Linked DNA regions of Mus musculus: region 2 is linked to region 1. A link is a contact called in public HiChIP or PLAC-seq data. All regions are on one chromosome and are shown on one strand. Each heading gives the region's core, a stretch centred on a gene start, on an enhancer-like site or on the middle of the called end of the contact. The rest is flanking DNA. Distances are from core to core; before and after follow the strand shown.

Region 1 (6,801 bases), core at 1,700-4,199:
CTCCCCTGATGTGCAGTGGAGAGGACAGGGCTGCTGTGCCGCAGGCCAGGTGGGTGACTGTCACTCACTCTCATTCATTTCACAGGTGTTCCTATTCTTCCACCCCAGCCCAGCTCCATGCCACACATGGTGGGTCTGAGGGATGCAGCCACAGAACCCGCTTTCTAAAGCTAAGAGTGATCTCGAACCACTTCACTCCACAGCAGACTTCTCCTGGCTTGATGAGATAAAGAGCCACCATGTTCCCTACCCCACATGTGTGACATACAGAGCCTGACTGTCCCGCATGCACTTAGATGCTCTCCCATTTAATAAACAAGTAAGCTGAGGCTCAGGGAGGACACTAAATGTCATACACAGCACTGGAGGGTGGAGGAGGTTGACTGGTTCCTAGAGGCAGCCAGGATTCCATAGTCTAGAAGATGGGTGAGGGCCAGCATGTCCCAGAGCTTGGTTTCAGGACCTCCTGCCTCTGCCTGGGTTCTCAACTCCAGCTCTTCCTCAAAGGGCTCTGCAGCTGGATTTGGTCCCTACAGCTCCCTCAGCAGGCATGCCCCTACCCGTAAATGGGAGCAAGGCATTGAGGAGAGGGACTAGGCAGGTGGCTTGCATAGCCCAGGGATGTTCTATGTCCCCTGTCAGCAGACAAAGCAGAACAGGTATAGCTGCTAGTGTGAGAAACAGTGTTAAGAGGTGGCCCACTGTGTCAATAGCTAGTGTCCTGGGCTGTGGCTTTGCCTCAGGGGAGAGAAGAGGGACCAGCTTTGAGTCACCAGGGGACTGAAATGTCAAAGATGACCCTAGAGAGTGTGGTAAACTATGATACTAAAGCTATCTTTCGTTATCTGCCACTTTGATCTGGAGGCTACCTGCCCTGGGGAGTACCCTGGTCACATGACTGGACACCTTGACCCTTTGGATTCGGACCAAGGTTAATGTCCGGGGTGGGGGCAGCCCCTGAATCCAGGGACACCTGTACCTTCAGCAGACTCCCAGGGCCTGGTCTGTGAAGGATTCCCACTTGATTAGTTCTTGATTTCTTTTTGCCCCTTCTTTTGAGATTTCCCTGGCTGGGCAGCTAGGCTTCAGGGAAGCCTCCCAAGAACGCTCCAAGAGAGAGTGTTTCCTGCCAGTCTGATAGCAGACTCCAGCTCTCTCCCTTAGCCCAATAGCAAACTGTCTGGAAAGGCTTAGCAAGTAAGGTGCTTGCAGATCACCCCTACAACACCCCCCAGTGACTGTTCTTATTCCCATGGAAGAATTCCCATACTAATGGGAAACTCCCAAGAGATTCAGGGCGCATCATCAGGCACCTTCCATGTTAAGTCGCTTCATCCTCACCTCTGCCCAGGAAATAACATAGAGGCCCTGAGAGGTTAAGGGGTATGGCTAAGGTCCCATTGAAACAAGGTGGTAGATGCAAGAGCCCAGGGCTCGCTGGGTTGGCGGCTAGTTCTTCCTGCGTCACAGCTCTGTTCTATCAGAAATCTTAAAGGAGCATAAGCACCCAGCTGACCTGATGGATGCTCAAGTGCGCAAGAAGAGCTTTGGGGATGGGTGCTTCTCAGGGGCTCTTACGACTCCAACTATAGGTCTGAATAGATAGCAACTGGCCAGAAGCCTGGAACAGACATTCAGATGGGAGCCAGGGTTTGTCTGGCTTCTCTACAGGTTTCACATGCCTATGAGAAACCCAGAGCCCTAGACAAGTCCTAAAGGTTCAGGCCTGCCTTGGCCCAGGGTGGCTGGGGGTGTTGTCTCTCACTGAGCCCCTCTCTCCCGGCGCCAAGACAGGGCTATGATTAATCAGCGACAAAAGCAGAAACAAGCAGAAAAATGTAATCAGCCAGGGAAGGGCATGGCCAGGCTGTGGCAATCAGCTTTCCTGCTGGGGCCTTTGGCTGATTGGACCCAAGGGGGCAGGGAGATAGTTCAGATGAGGGTTCCAGGAATGAGACTGAGGCCAGCTGAGGCCCACCCAGGCCAGGGGCTCACCAGATCCCATAATTGTACACGGAGACACACACATCTGTGCTCGGATACGCATAGCACTCCCAGCCCAAGGGCCTTCGCACCTGCCCACACCTGCTTCCGGGCTTCTGCCCTTCGCTGCCAGCTCACAGCTCACATGTAGGTGGCCGTGCACAGTTCAAACACTCTCATCTGCAAGTGGGTTTGAAAACGTATCTTCACAGTGTCCTGAACGAAAGATGAAGAGAAACGCATGCACATGCTGCCCCCCCCTCCAGACACCTACCCCCACCCCCATAGAACACATGCTAAGGACCGGAGGAAGGTCTAACCTGCAGCCATGTGACCAACAGGCTCTGGGTCGTCTGCCTCCTCCTCATGGCCCCTGGGGACATGAGACAGACCTTGGCTCCTGCTCTGCAAACTGAGAGGCAAGGGCTCAGGAAGGAGCCAGGACAACAGCCCTTTGTGGGATCAAGTCAACTGCTGGTGTCAGCCACAGGCCAGCGGAGTCTCCTGCAGATCTGTGCTTGGCCTCTGCCTGCTGGCCCTGCCTGGTGACCTTGGCCAATGTCCTTTTCTAAGCCTCAGTTTCCCCACCTTGGAGCCTCTCCTGGCACCAACTTGAGGATTACTGGTCCTGAGGACCCTCGCGCCTGGAGCAACCTCACCTTTCTGGGTCTCTAGTCGTTAGTTCTCAGCTCTCCGCTCTCGCTGGGGGAGGGTTAGTGGAGGCAGGTGGGATAGGGGGTACAAGGAACGGCTCCACCCCTGGTCCACACCACCCGGGTCCTGCTGGCTGCTAACGTGGGGTGCGGGAGACAGCAATCCGAAGCAGACTGGGGGAAAAGCAGAGTCGGGGAGAACCAGAGAAGGCGCCCGGGAGGGCTTGGGGTGGCCGCTCAGGGGCCGGCAGCGGGAAGGGGCGGGGGCGGGAGGGGCGGGCGGGGGAGGCGGGAGCGCGGCGAGCGCCGCACAGAGCAAGCGAGCGAGCGAGTGAGGAGTGCAGGCGGCGGCGGCGGCGGCGGTGGCGGCGGCGGCGGTGGCGGCGGCGGCGGTGGCGGCAGCGGCGGGAGCCGGAGCGGCGGGTCGGGCAGCCGCACCAGCGAGCGGACGAGCGGGCGGCGAGCAACGCGGAGCGCGCGGAGGGAGCGCAGCGCGCAGCGGTCCGAGCCAAGAGGCCGGAGCGGCGCCGCCCCCGCCATCCCTGCGAGCCCCCGGCCGGGATCCCAACGAAGGAGCCGGCGGCATGGCCCGACAGCCCGGGGCGCAGGGGCGCTAGGTCCCGGACGGGTGCCCATTGCCTCGCCGCCGCCACTGCGCGCCGCACCGCGCGCACCGCCCGCTCCAGCCGCCCCCGGGGCCGCCGGCGGCCCATGAGCCCCGGCCTCAAAGTTTGCGGCGGGCGGGCGGGCGCGGAGCCTCCAAGATGCCGTTCCACCCGGTGACGGCGGCGTTGATGTACCGGGGCATCTACACCGTGCCCAACCTGCTGTCGGAGCAGCGCCCGGTGGATATCCCTGAGGACGAGCTAGAGGGTGAGTGCCCTGCCGGGACCCCTGCCACGAGCCCTCCTACCTGTGCGCCCTGGTGCCGCGCTGGCCCGGGGAGCCCGGGACCCTGCTGCGCGACTCGGATGAGCGGCTACGCGGGAGGCGGGACGGCCGGGTGGCCCCGGGCGCCGCGGTGGGGGTCGCCGCGGCGCAGGAGCAGCCCGGCCCCTGCCCGCGTGGCCCCCAGCGCTGCGGAAACTTGCGGGGCCCCGCAGCGGGGTCACTGGGCCGCGTGGCCGGCGGTGACGGTGCGGCAAGGCGGCGGGGGCTGAAGTGGAGAGTCCGAGCTGTTGCCCCCCGCGCCCGCCACCGGAGCGTCCGCATCCTGATCCCTTCCGCGGCGCCCGCCCGTGGCTCTGCGCTCCTATTGACATTCCGCTCGTGTCGCGTTGAGAATCCAATCTGCTCCGGCAGTGGGAGAAGGGGAGAGAGGGCGACTGCCCCGCTCTTGCTGGGTGCAGGGCTACCCCCATCCCCTTCTGCGGCCCTGCGAGGGACCCCCCACCCGTGCGCTGCCGAGGCAGCTGGGAGGCGTTGGCGACAACAAGTGGCCGGATTGGGAGGCTCGGTCGCGATAGCAAAAGCCTGGAAGGAAAGGCAGAGGCCGGAACCTAAACCTCCCCCCGACCCTAGTCCCCGTGCCTTTCGGGAATAGGGACCGCACGCAGGCAGTTGGCTATTGAAGATCAGAGCAGCAGGCCGAGGCTGGGGTTCCTGGATTGAGTGTCCTGGGGCGCAGTGAGACCCCTGGGGCCTTCCTAGCTTTTTCTCTGCTGAGATTGGGGGCGGGGGTGTGCTCAAGATTCCCCTCCCCCCAGGCCTCTTGAGGCCCCATATGGAGTGGAGTCGGAGACTCTGAGCTGATGGGAGTCTTGGTCCCTTAGGGTGTTTGTCGGCTGCTGGGGGAGGGGTTGAGATTACCCAGATGATGGGCCTGTCTCCGGTCTCTGTAGTCAAGGGGTCTCAGCTTTGGGGTCCCACTTGGGCTCATAGGAGTGAGTTGGAGTGACCAACATAGGAAAGGATACTAGTGGGAGCCCAGGGGAAGCCATTCGGGAAGTCTGTCCTCAGCCCAGGCCTGGTCTGGGGCAAATTTTGGGCGAGTAGACAGTGGAGAGAGAGAGAAAGGGTGCAACTGCCATGCTCACTGCACCACAGTCCACCAGACACCCACTTCCCACACCCCCCATGAACTCAGAAGCAGGAAAAGTCGCAGAGGGGCTCTCAGCCCCAACAGTGGAGGCACAGATGGAAGGATGTGTGCTTAGTCTATACCCCGGAAACCCCAGGTCCTGTCCTGTCTGGACCAAAGCAGAGCCTCCTCCAGGTTGAGGGGAAGAGATGGGGCCCGGGAGGGGTGCAGGGCGCAGGCCAGTTTCCCTTTCCTTTACTGCCTTTAATTCTGAGCCACGCAGAAGCGTCCATCCACCCCTTTCTCTCCACTCTTGGGACAGAGGCGGCATGTCTCCCCAGAGAGATCCAGCCTCCTTTCCCCTGCTCCCAGCACCCCCCACATAACCTGGCCCCATGACTCCAGGTCTCACTGGATCCCCAGTCAGGCTATCGAGAAGCTGAGAGAGACAGTCGTGCAGGGGTGAGAAGCGCCAGGGTGGGCAATGCAAGGGCAAGGAGGCCCACGCTCCCTCCGAGCCATCCCGTGGTCATGCTGGCAGAAGCCCAGTGCTGTTAGTCACCATCACATCAAATACACTCCCTGCTTCTCTCTGGTCCCCTTTGGACTAGAGGAGGGGCCCTGGTGCAGGGGGCACCTGAAGGACAGGGCCATCCCTGTGACTGGCAGGTGGAGGGCACAGAGCCAGCAGATGCCTATGGGCATCTACACATTAAGGCAGTAAGTTCTCCAGACCCCTCCTTGGCTGAAAACCAGGTTCTGGGCTCCCTGCAGTGGGTCTTGAATGCCAGGGCTGGGTGCAGAGCGGCTGTCCTTCATACAGATGCCACTTTTGGTTCCTTAACTTCTCCAGTACACACTACTCTTCCTGTCCCCGGGCAGTCTGGGTAAGACCCAGGCCCTGTTGGCTGGAAGGGATCAGTGAAGCAGCCCATAGACTAGACAAGGGAGTCGGTGACCTGGGGTGAAATGCTGCAGACACCTCGTGCTGCCTGCTGCAGAAATCCAGGGGGCGGTCAGTCTGCATGGGGGAGGAGGACCAGAAGCAGCAAGGGAAGAGTAGAATGTGGGGGTGAGAGGAGAAGAGTCAGGCAGTACTGGGTTCGAGTCTCTACACCCTGGGCTCAGGGAGTGAACTTGGACTCTCCCTCTCAGAGTTCGCCTCTCAGAGTCTTGCTTTCCCCATCAATAAAAGGGGATTGGCACTGTTGTCACCCGGACGGATGGCACTGTTGTCACCTGGACGGATGGTGGCCGAGAATGCTGTGGGAGTACTCAGCACAGGGCCTGGCCATGGGGGCTGAGGACCCAAATGTAGGAAGAGCACTCCAGACTCACGAGCTTGAAGCAGGCTTCGCAGCAGGGCAGCAAAGGGCATGAGTATTGGGCCAAGGAGGCAAGCTGAGGACCAGGACTGCAGAACTTGAGGTCCTAGAGAGGAAGGGGCTAGGCAGAGTGGGCTAGGCAGAGTTAACTTGGAGGCCCACCCAGCCCCATGTACGAGAGGCAAGGGTGCTCCCACATTCCTCCTGAATATATCACACCATGGCTGGAACATAACCACTTTCTAAAATGCATCCAAGTGGGGACCTCCAGCAACACTGAGACAGTGTGCTCACCTAGACAGTAGGGTCCAGCATGCAAAGGCAGGGATGGGACTGGCTTCCTGAAAGAGAGAAGCAGCTAGACACAAGGCTGGGTTCTGGAATGGAATGAGGAGCCTCTGTTGAGGGTGGCCAGTTGGGGACCACTGGGGAGCCCCCTTTTCTGCCCTTGCTTCCTGAATCCCAAGCCCGGCAGCTGCCTCTGCACAGGCCAGAAATTCAAGGATGGAGGATTGGGGCGCAGAGCCAATGCTGCGGAGAATGGCAGCCACCATAGAGGGTGACTACTGCCCCTTCCAGTGTTCCCTCTCTGTCCAGACTCAAACTCTCCGGCTCAGTGCTGCATCCTTTTGGGTCTGCAGAAGACGTCAGTCCCAGTGCAGCTCCACAAGTTGGGAGGGTCTGGGAATCTCATGTTAAAAACGGAAGGTAGGGGACAAGATCAGCCTGGAAACCTAGAGGCCCTGCCAGCCCATTTCCAGGCCAGACATCCCCATGCCAAGATGAAGCACAAGTTTTGCCTGGCCTCCCTCATGGGGCC
Region 2 (6,801 bases), core at 2,495-4,994, 56 kb before region 1:
AGGGAGCCATGAGATTGTGTGTTCATTGTGCAAAACCGAGCTGTTTGGGGTAGAGAAGATGAGGTTGGGAAGGGCCTTTTAATCCTCCATCTTGTTGGTTGTATTCGTTAGACACAGAGCAGCCTTTGGCTGCCTCCTATCTTACAGCCCCACTTATCATCTGTCCCTGGATAATAAAGGCTTTCCCCCAACCCTGCCTTCCTTGTCCTTTGATGACTTCTGTGCAGTGACGGCCAGTGAGTAAGCATTGCTCTACTGTCAGGGTGGTCCCTGAGATGAACAGCCCCAGCAGCCAAAAGGGCCACTCCTAGCCCAGGAGTGTACTTAGGCTAGAGGCATCCTGCAGCTCTCCGGTTGCTGCTCTAGTGGAACAGTGCTTGTTTACACACCCACCTCTATGTGTGCCTCTCCCTGCATGCAGCTTTTTAAAAATAGCTCTGTTGTTTTGTAAAAATGAGCCATAATAATAAAAATGGCAAACAATACCCAGACTTGCTTTGCATGTGGGCTTTTCTTTTGCTGTCTTTTGGTAGGTGATAAATCTCTATCAGATGACTCCGGAAATGTGGGAGGAGAGAATTACGGCTTGGTATGCGGAGCACCGGGGCAGAGCCAGGTGAGGCTGCTTCATCCTTGGTTTATAGTCCTTCATGCCTCCTCCCCTACCCTTAAAGAACTGTAAAACTAGGGTGTGCTCACTGGACACAATACAGTCCTGAAGTATATAAAACAAGCCAGAGCTGGAATAATGTTGCTCTTCAGTTTTATGTACATCCTTATTGTAGTGTGGGCATGTGACAGTCTGGATGTGTGGCTCAGTGGTAGAGAGCTTGCCTAGCATGCGTGAGACCCTGGGTTGAAACCTAGGGTGTACAAACCCGGTGCGCTCGGTGGCAGTTTAGCTGAACACTGTCTGGAGCCCTTTGTTTTTGCATTCAGGCATGTGTTGATGGCACTTAGAATCCCTGCATGCTTTCCCCTTTACAGAAAGCTCTGCAGTGCACAGTCTCATCTTGGTACACAAGTCCAGAGGGTGAGTTGTGTTTTGGTAGGTGACACTAAGGAAAATTTTTTACCTTTTGGCACATGTCCATCAGCAGTATTAGAATGTTCCTATTGCCCTATGTTTTTAGTCAATCTGCAATTTTACTAAATTAAAATTAAAACACAATCTGGGTGGTAGTGGCACAAACTTTTTATCCCAGCACTCAGGAGGCAGAGGTAGGTGTTCTCTGTGAGTTGAGGCCAACCTGGTCTATAGAACGAATTCCAGGACAGCCAGGGCTACACAGAGAAACCCTGTCTCAAATAAAATAAAACACTAAAATGTATAGTTTGTTTTAAGTATTCCCTTGGTAGTTTCAGCTATTGATCATCTCTGTGTTAGGCGCCCTACCCCAGTCCTTCAAATCAGCTTCCTGCTATATTTTTTTCTTCAGATTTATTTTGTGTATATGGCTATTTTTCCTACATGTATGTCTGTGTACCATGTGCATGCAAGGTGACTGAGGAGGCCGGAAGAGGGCACTGGAACTGAATGGTTGTGGGACTCTGGTGGGTGCTAGGAATTACTAGGCCCTCATGAAGAGCAGTCAGTGCTCTTAACACTGAGCCATCTCTCTAGCTCCTGTATCTTTATTTTTTGTTTATACCCACCAAATAGACAGATTTTGAGTATACTACTTGATTATTTACCACAAAATGGTAAGTAAGAACTAGACGATGACTCAGAGATACCTATTTCACCAATTTCTTTCTTTTTCTTTTTGAGTCATTATCTAGAGCTGACTATGTGTTCTCCAGGCTGGCCCTCACCCACGGAAATCTACCTGCCTCTGCTCAGTGCTGGCATTAAAAGCTTGTGTAACCGTGCCCAGCCCAGTTCCCCCAATTTCTAATTAGTGCTCACATCGATTAGTTTTGCCCTCCCTTACTGTCCATTGTTATATTACTATTTTGTAGCACTGAGGATGAAATACAAGGTCTCTCACATGCTAGGCAAGTAACTATTCTGCCACTGAGCTGCACCCATAAGCCACCATCAACCATTTTTAAACTTTAGATAAATAAAACCAATTTCTATTTTTAGTGCCACCTTTTCCTCAAGATCATCTTGTGAGATTTGAGTGCATGGCGTGTAGTGATATTTTCCCTCATTTTCATGACTGTGCAGAATTCCAGTATATTACTATAACAGATTATTTATCCCTTCTACTGTTGAAAGACTCCTAGGTTGTTGGGTTGTTTCTTGGTTTTTGCTGTTATAGGTAATGTTGAATAGTTTCCCAAAGTAATTGAATCACTTTGCATCAGCAGTGTATGTGATTTCTGGTTCTTCCGCCTGCCTGCCAACACTTGGCATTCTCTCAGGGTGAATTTTTAAATCCATTCGAGAGTGTTTCGAGATGAGAGAGAGGACAAGAACAAGGTCACAGGGAAGCTTGAGTTAAATACTTCAGTACTTTTACCTCTCAGGGAGTTTTCTGCAAGTCACTGCTGCATCCAGAGCTTGCTTTAAGCTCGACTTACAACACAGAAGCATTCACCTACTGGCCTGGGTTTTATGGCTCAGATAGTTCTTGCCTTAATCTTCAGCAGTAACCCAAGAGATAAAACCAGGAAAGTGGGTGTTGTCAGCTTCTAGAGAGGCCCCTTCATTACTGAAGCTCTAGGTTAAGGAAGTACACAGAGACAGGCAGTGACTTCGTGCATTTGAGGTCGGAAAGAATGAATGCACTGTGGCTTTGTTTTTTCTTTCTGCCAATGCCGGGGATGGAACCTAGAGCTTTGCGCATGCGGAGTGAGTGCTTTGCTGCTGAGCTACACTCCCAGCCCCCACGTTCTTTTTTTTAAATCACTTGAGACAGATGTCACTATTTACCAAGGCCAGAGTGTGAAATTGAAGCCAAGAGTCAGTGTAATGAATCTGTTTTCTTATTTTCACGGGGATGGGAATCTCTGGGTTGAGAAAAGTGTTGCTGTGTCTGGTCTGTCTCATCTTCTGCAGGTCCCTTCTATCTCACCAGAGGCATGCTCAGAATATTTGACTTGGCAAGAGTCTGTCCTTCATCCTTGTCACTTAGCCCTAATAATGGTGTCTTCTATTCTCCTCACAGGGATGAAGCTGAAATGGAGTATTTGAAGATAGCTCAGGACCTGGAGATGTATGGTGTGAACTACTTTACAATCCGGGTGCGTTGACTCCTTCCCCAGTTCCCTGGCTCTCAGAAAGACTGAGTCGAGGCCACACAGGCAGATGGGTCACTTCCTCATCCCAGGGTGCTTAGAGTCTTTATGGTTCAGTAGTAAAGAAGAAACGGGAAGACAAGGTCGAGAGCCTGGTTTCATTTGGGGCTTCGAATTAGATCAGAAATAGATCAAATTAAGTGTCATTGGTACCCTGAGGGACTCAGGCCCGGTTCTCTTCTTAGCAGAGACCTGTTGGAATGCTGGCCATGTAATGTTTGATTATTCCGGCCTCTTGGGAAATCCAAGGAGCACCTGGAAATAATGTCTTTCCCCGGGGCCCACTGCTCTTAGAGATTCCTAATTTGTTTGGGTGGAACTCTTGTTCTCACTGTGAGGCTAATTAGTTTTCTATTCAGACCATTAATGGTCTGCAGGCCTCCGGGAACCATGCCTCTGCAGAGAAAGGCATTTGTGTTCTGTTCAGGTCTGGCCCTAGAGCGTGTTTCTCGCTCGTTGGGGGATTTGGCTGCTGGCTGCGGTATTCATGGCTTCCTCCAGAGGAGCACATGCCAAGTACCGGGCTTTTCCTCACTGCTGGGTGGCGGGTGCCAGGAAGCTTGGCTACAGAGGAGTAGCCATTGAAGGTCAGCTGCAGCCATCCCCTGGACTATCCCACAAACTCTTTGCTTCCCCCTTTTGGGGTCCTACAGACAGCCTTTATGTTAACGTTGAGTAAATTGAATTAAGCATGATTTCAGTATTCTAGGATAGCTTTCTACTTAATTTGTTTCCTAAATGCAGGTTTTTGTGGATTTTTTTTTTTTTTTTTTTTTTTTGCATTAAAAATCAGGGCATAAGCCGGGTGTGGTGGTGCACGCCTTTAATCCCAGCACTTGGGAGGCAGAGGCAGGCAGATTTCTGAGTTCAAGGCCAGCCTGGTCTACAGAGTGAGTTCCAGGACAGCCAGGGCTACACAGAGAAACCCTGTCTCAAAAAAAACCCAAAAGGCTGGTGAGATGGCTCAGTAGCTAAGAACACTGACTGCTCTTCCAAAGGTCCTGAGTTCAGGAACCACATGGTGGCTCACAACCACCGGTAATGAGATCTGACGCCCTCTTCTGGTGTCTGAAGACAGCTACAGTGTACTTATGTATAACAATAAATAAACATCTTAAAAAAAACTTTAAAAACAAAACAAAAAACAAACAAACAAACAAAAAAACCAGGGCACACTGAAATGTACTACCACAATAAGCAAGGGCCTAAAAGATATTTTACTTGTAGCAGGACCTGAGTTCAAGTCCCAGCTCGTGGTTTGGGAGGCTCACAATTGCCTGACATTCCAGCTCCAGGGGATCTGAGGCCTGTGGATTCTGAGGGCACTTGCACTTATGTGCACAGACACAGAAATACGTAACTAAAAACCATCAAAATAAGAACAAATCTTTAAAAAAATAAGAATAAAAAAGAATGCAGAAGGTTGTTTCTCGTGTGTCATGAGGGCCAGTGAGATGGAGTAGTAGATAGGCAATTGCTGCCAGGCCTGACATGCTGAGTTCAGGTCATGGAATTCACACGGTGAAAGGAGAGAACTCTTGTTCTTACTGTACGGCACATGGTCCTATGATCTTCACATGTGTGCTGTGGCATAAGCATGCATTCACACAACACACACAAATTAGTAAGTATTAAATAATTAAAAGTTTTATTAGTTTGTGTTTGACATCTGTTTCTTTGAGGTTAGACTAATGCATTTCTGTGGTTTTGTCTCTTGCCCACCACCAACATTAATTGTTTAAAAGAAAAAAGCATTTGCAATCCTTAGAAAATGGATTTCTTGGGCTAGGCAGTGGTAACACACACTTTTAATCTGAGCACTCAGGAGGCAGAGGCAGGCAGATCTCTGTGAGTTGAAAAGTGAGTTTGAAGTCAGCCTGGTCTATAGAGTGAGTTCCAGGAGAGCCAGGACTAACACAGAAAAACCTCTCTGAAAACCAAAACAGAATTTCTTACAAATTTATTTTACTTAGAGGAGGAAAAAAATATATATTTGTATATTTTGTTGTATTTATTTGTTTATCTATGTTTGTGGTGGTGGGCAGAGGACAACATGCTAGAATTCTCTTCTACCAAGTGGGTCCTGGGGTCAGACTGAGGTCAAGTTATCGGGTATAAGCATGTTGATCCACTAAGCTATCTCAGCAGTCCAAAAACCAGCTTATTAAGGAATATTTCTACATTAATTAGATGAGCATTTACTAGTTTTTATATGTTTTTATGTTGAACAATAAAGTTAGTGACTTTATGTTAGACATCTTAAATTCTATTATTAACTAGAGATGAGAAATTATTAATACATTTTACTTTAACTGATAGATATTTGTACGTATTAATGGAGTACCATGTGATTAAAACAATTTCAGAGGTGTTATTTGTGCTACCATCTCTAATATCTAATAAAAGTGTGAGAGTCACAGCAGGAGAAGAGGGTGGAATCCTTTCTATCTTTATGTAAGCTGACTTAGCAGAAACATAAGGAAATACCTTGTTTTCCATAAGGGGCTGTTCAGATGTGAGGATTCAAGCCTCCCTCCTGTCAGCACATCAGCTTTAAACGCTTCTCAGACAAATAGACCACGCTCTGACTGGGTGGTAGTGCCTGCTTTCAGGTGTTAGAAGGAGCAGAGAGATTCCTCTTCAAGTGCTCACCTCCCCCCAACACCTGCTGTTAGATTGGTACTTCTGGTCACAGCCCAGGCACCATCTCAGTTTGCAGAGCTGCTCTCCTTCCCTTGAGTCTTGTCTCAATTTCCTTGTTGTCAGCGAGGGGTAGGGAGCTGTAGCTTCCTTGTGTGTGGGAGGAGTTTTGTTTCAGCTGCCTGTGAGGACAGGGGCAGTGGCTCCACAGCTGGTCAGTAGCTTGGGAGTCGTGCACTAAGCCTCTGGCAGCAATAACTGTTGACTAGGGCTGCTCTCAGAGGTATAGCATTCATATCGTTAACTGGTGTTTTAAACAAGTTCATTGAAGTGTAATTTATATATAATTTATTTTTTTATTTCTTCCAATGTTCAATTATCAAGCATTTGAAACATGGGAGAATGAAGTTTTTAGTGAATGCCATATATACCCACCACCTAGATACTGCAGCTAATACCACATTGGGGTATTATATAGTAAAACTACATGGAGCTGCATTTTAACCTAAAATGAGGCTGTTTAGTCCCTAGACCTAAACATTTCTTCTAGAAATCCAACAAATTTTGTGTGTGTGATGATGAAGATCAAATTCAGGATCTTGTACATGCCAGACAAGAATACTATCTTTCCTGTAACAGGAGAAATGTTCAAAAGTGTGGATTTTAGCTCTCCCTTTGATAACCTGGTTATTTAATTAGTAGTACTTCAACATTTAAATTACCATTTCTTTAGCTACCAAGCCAGTGACAGGAGTCTGAATCCACACTGATACCTGTAAGGGACACACCAATCACAAAAATGGTATTGTTTTGCCTCTGCTTCCCCAAATCTAGAAGCTGGAAGCCTTCTGGGTTACAAGAGAGCCATGATTTCTGTTGGGACTTGTTGAAACTTGTCAGATATAACAGTGTGTG

Evidence for each region. HiChIP or PLAC-seq counts read pairs in DNA pulled down with a chosen protein or histone mark.
Region 2: an H3K27ac HiChIP or PLAC-seq map of embryonic stem cells shows a contact between it and region 1, with 9 read pairs. The contact joins the enhancer-like site here to the promoter of Cabp7 in region 1. A contact is called at or near these places in 12 of 39 promoter capture datasets (3T3-L1-derived adipocytes, the HPC-7 cell line, HPC-7-derived erythroid cells and 7 more), 2 of 15 datasets of contacts at CTCF or cohesin (large pre-B cells and pro-B cells), 11 of 484 Hi-C or Micro-C datasets (bone marrow-derived macrophages, embryonic stem cells, forebrain and 4 more), 9 of 115 datasets of contacts at active chromatin or transcription factors (differentiating embryonic stem cells, embryonic stem cells, forebrain and 2 more) and 4 of 9 other capture datasets (adipose tissue, embryonic stem cells, liver and 1 more).

What each region holds. Positions count from the first base shown.
Region 1 is chr11:4,743,327-4,750,127 of GRCm38.p6, reverse strand. It overlaps Cabp7 (calcium binding protein 7), which reads left to right and starts at 2,949. Exons shown (of 5, transcript NM_138948.4): 1 at 2,949-3,509. The coding sequence starts at 3,401. Gm35102 (a long non-coding RNA gene) reads right to left here and starts at 4,302. Exons shown (of 4, transcript XR_003949631.1): 1 at 3,550-4,302; 2 at 2,643-2,810; 3 at 2,304-2,356; 4 at 1-2,199.
Region 2 is chr11:4,800,069-4,806,869 of GRCm38.p6, reverse strand. Nf2 (neurofibromin 2) reads left to right here. Exons shown (of 17, transcript NM_001252250.1): 6 at 534-616; 7 at 3,117-3,192. Among named protein-coding and RNA genes, the nearest start is that of Nf2, 46 kb to the left of the region's middle. Within about 2 kb of position 3,744, at least 95 of the 459 cell types and tissues checked have an H3K27ac peak or open chromatin away from gene starts, as enhancers often do. A contact at or near this core is called in adipose tissue, bone marrow-derived macrophages, embryonic stem cells and 4 more, where this site is marked.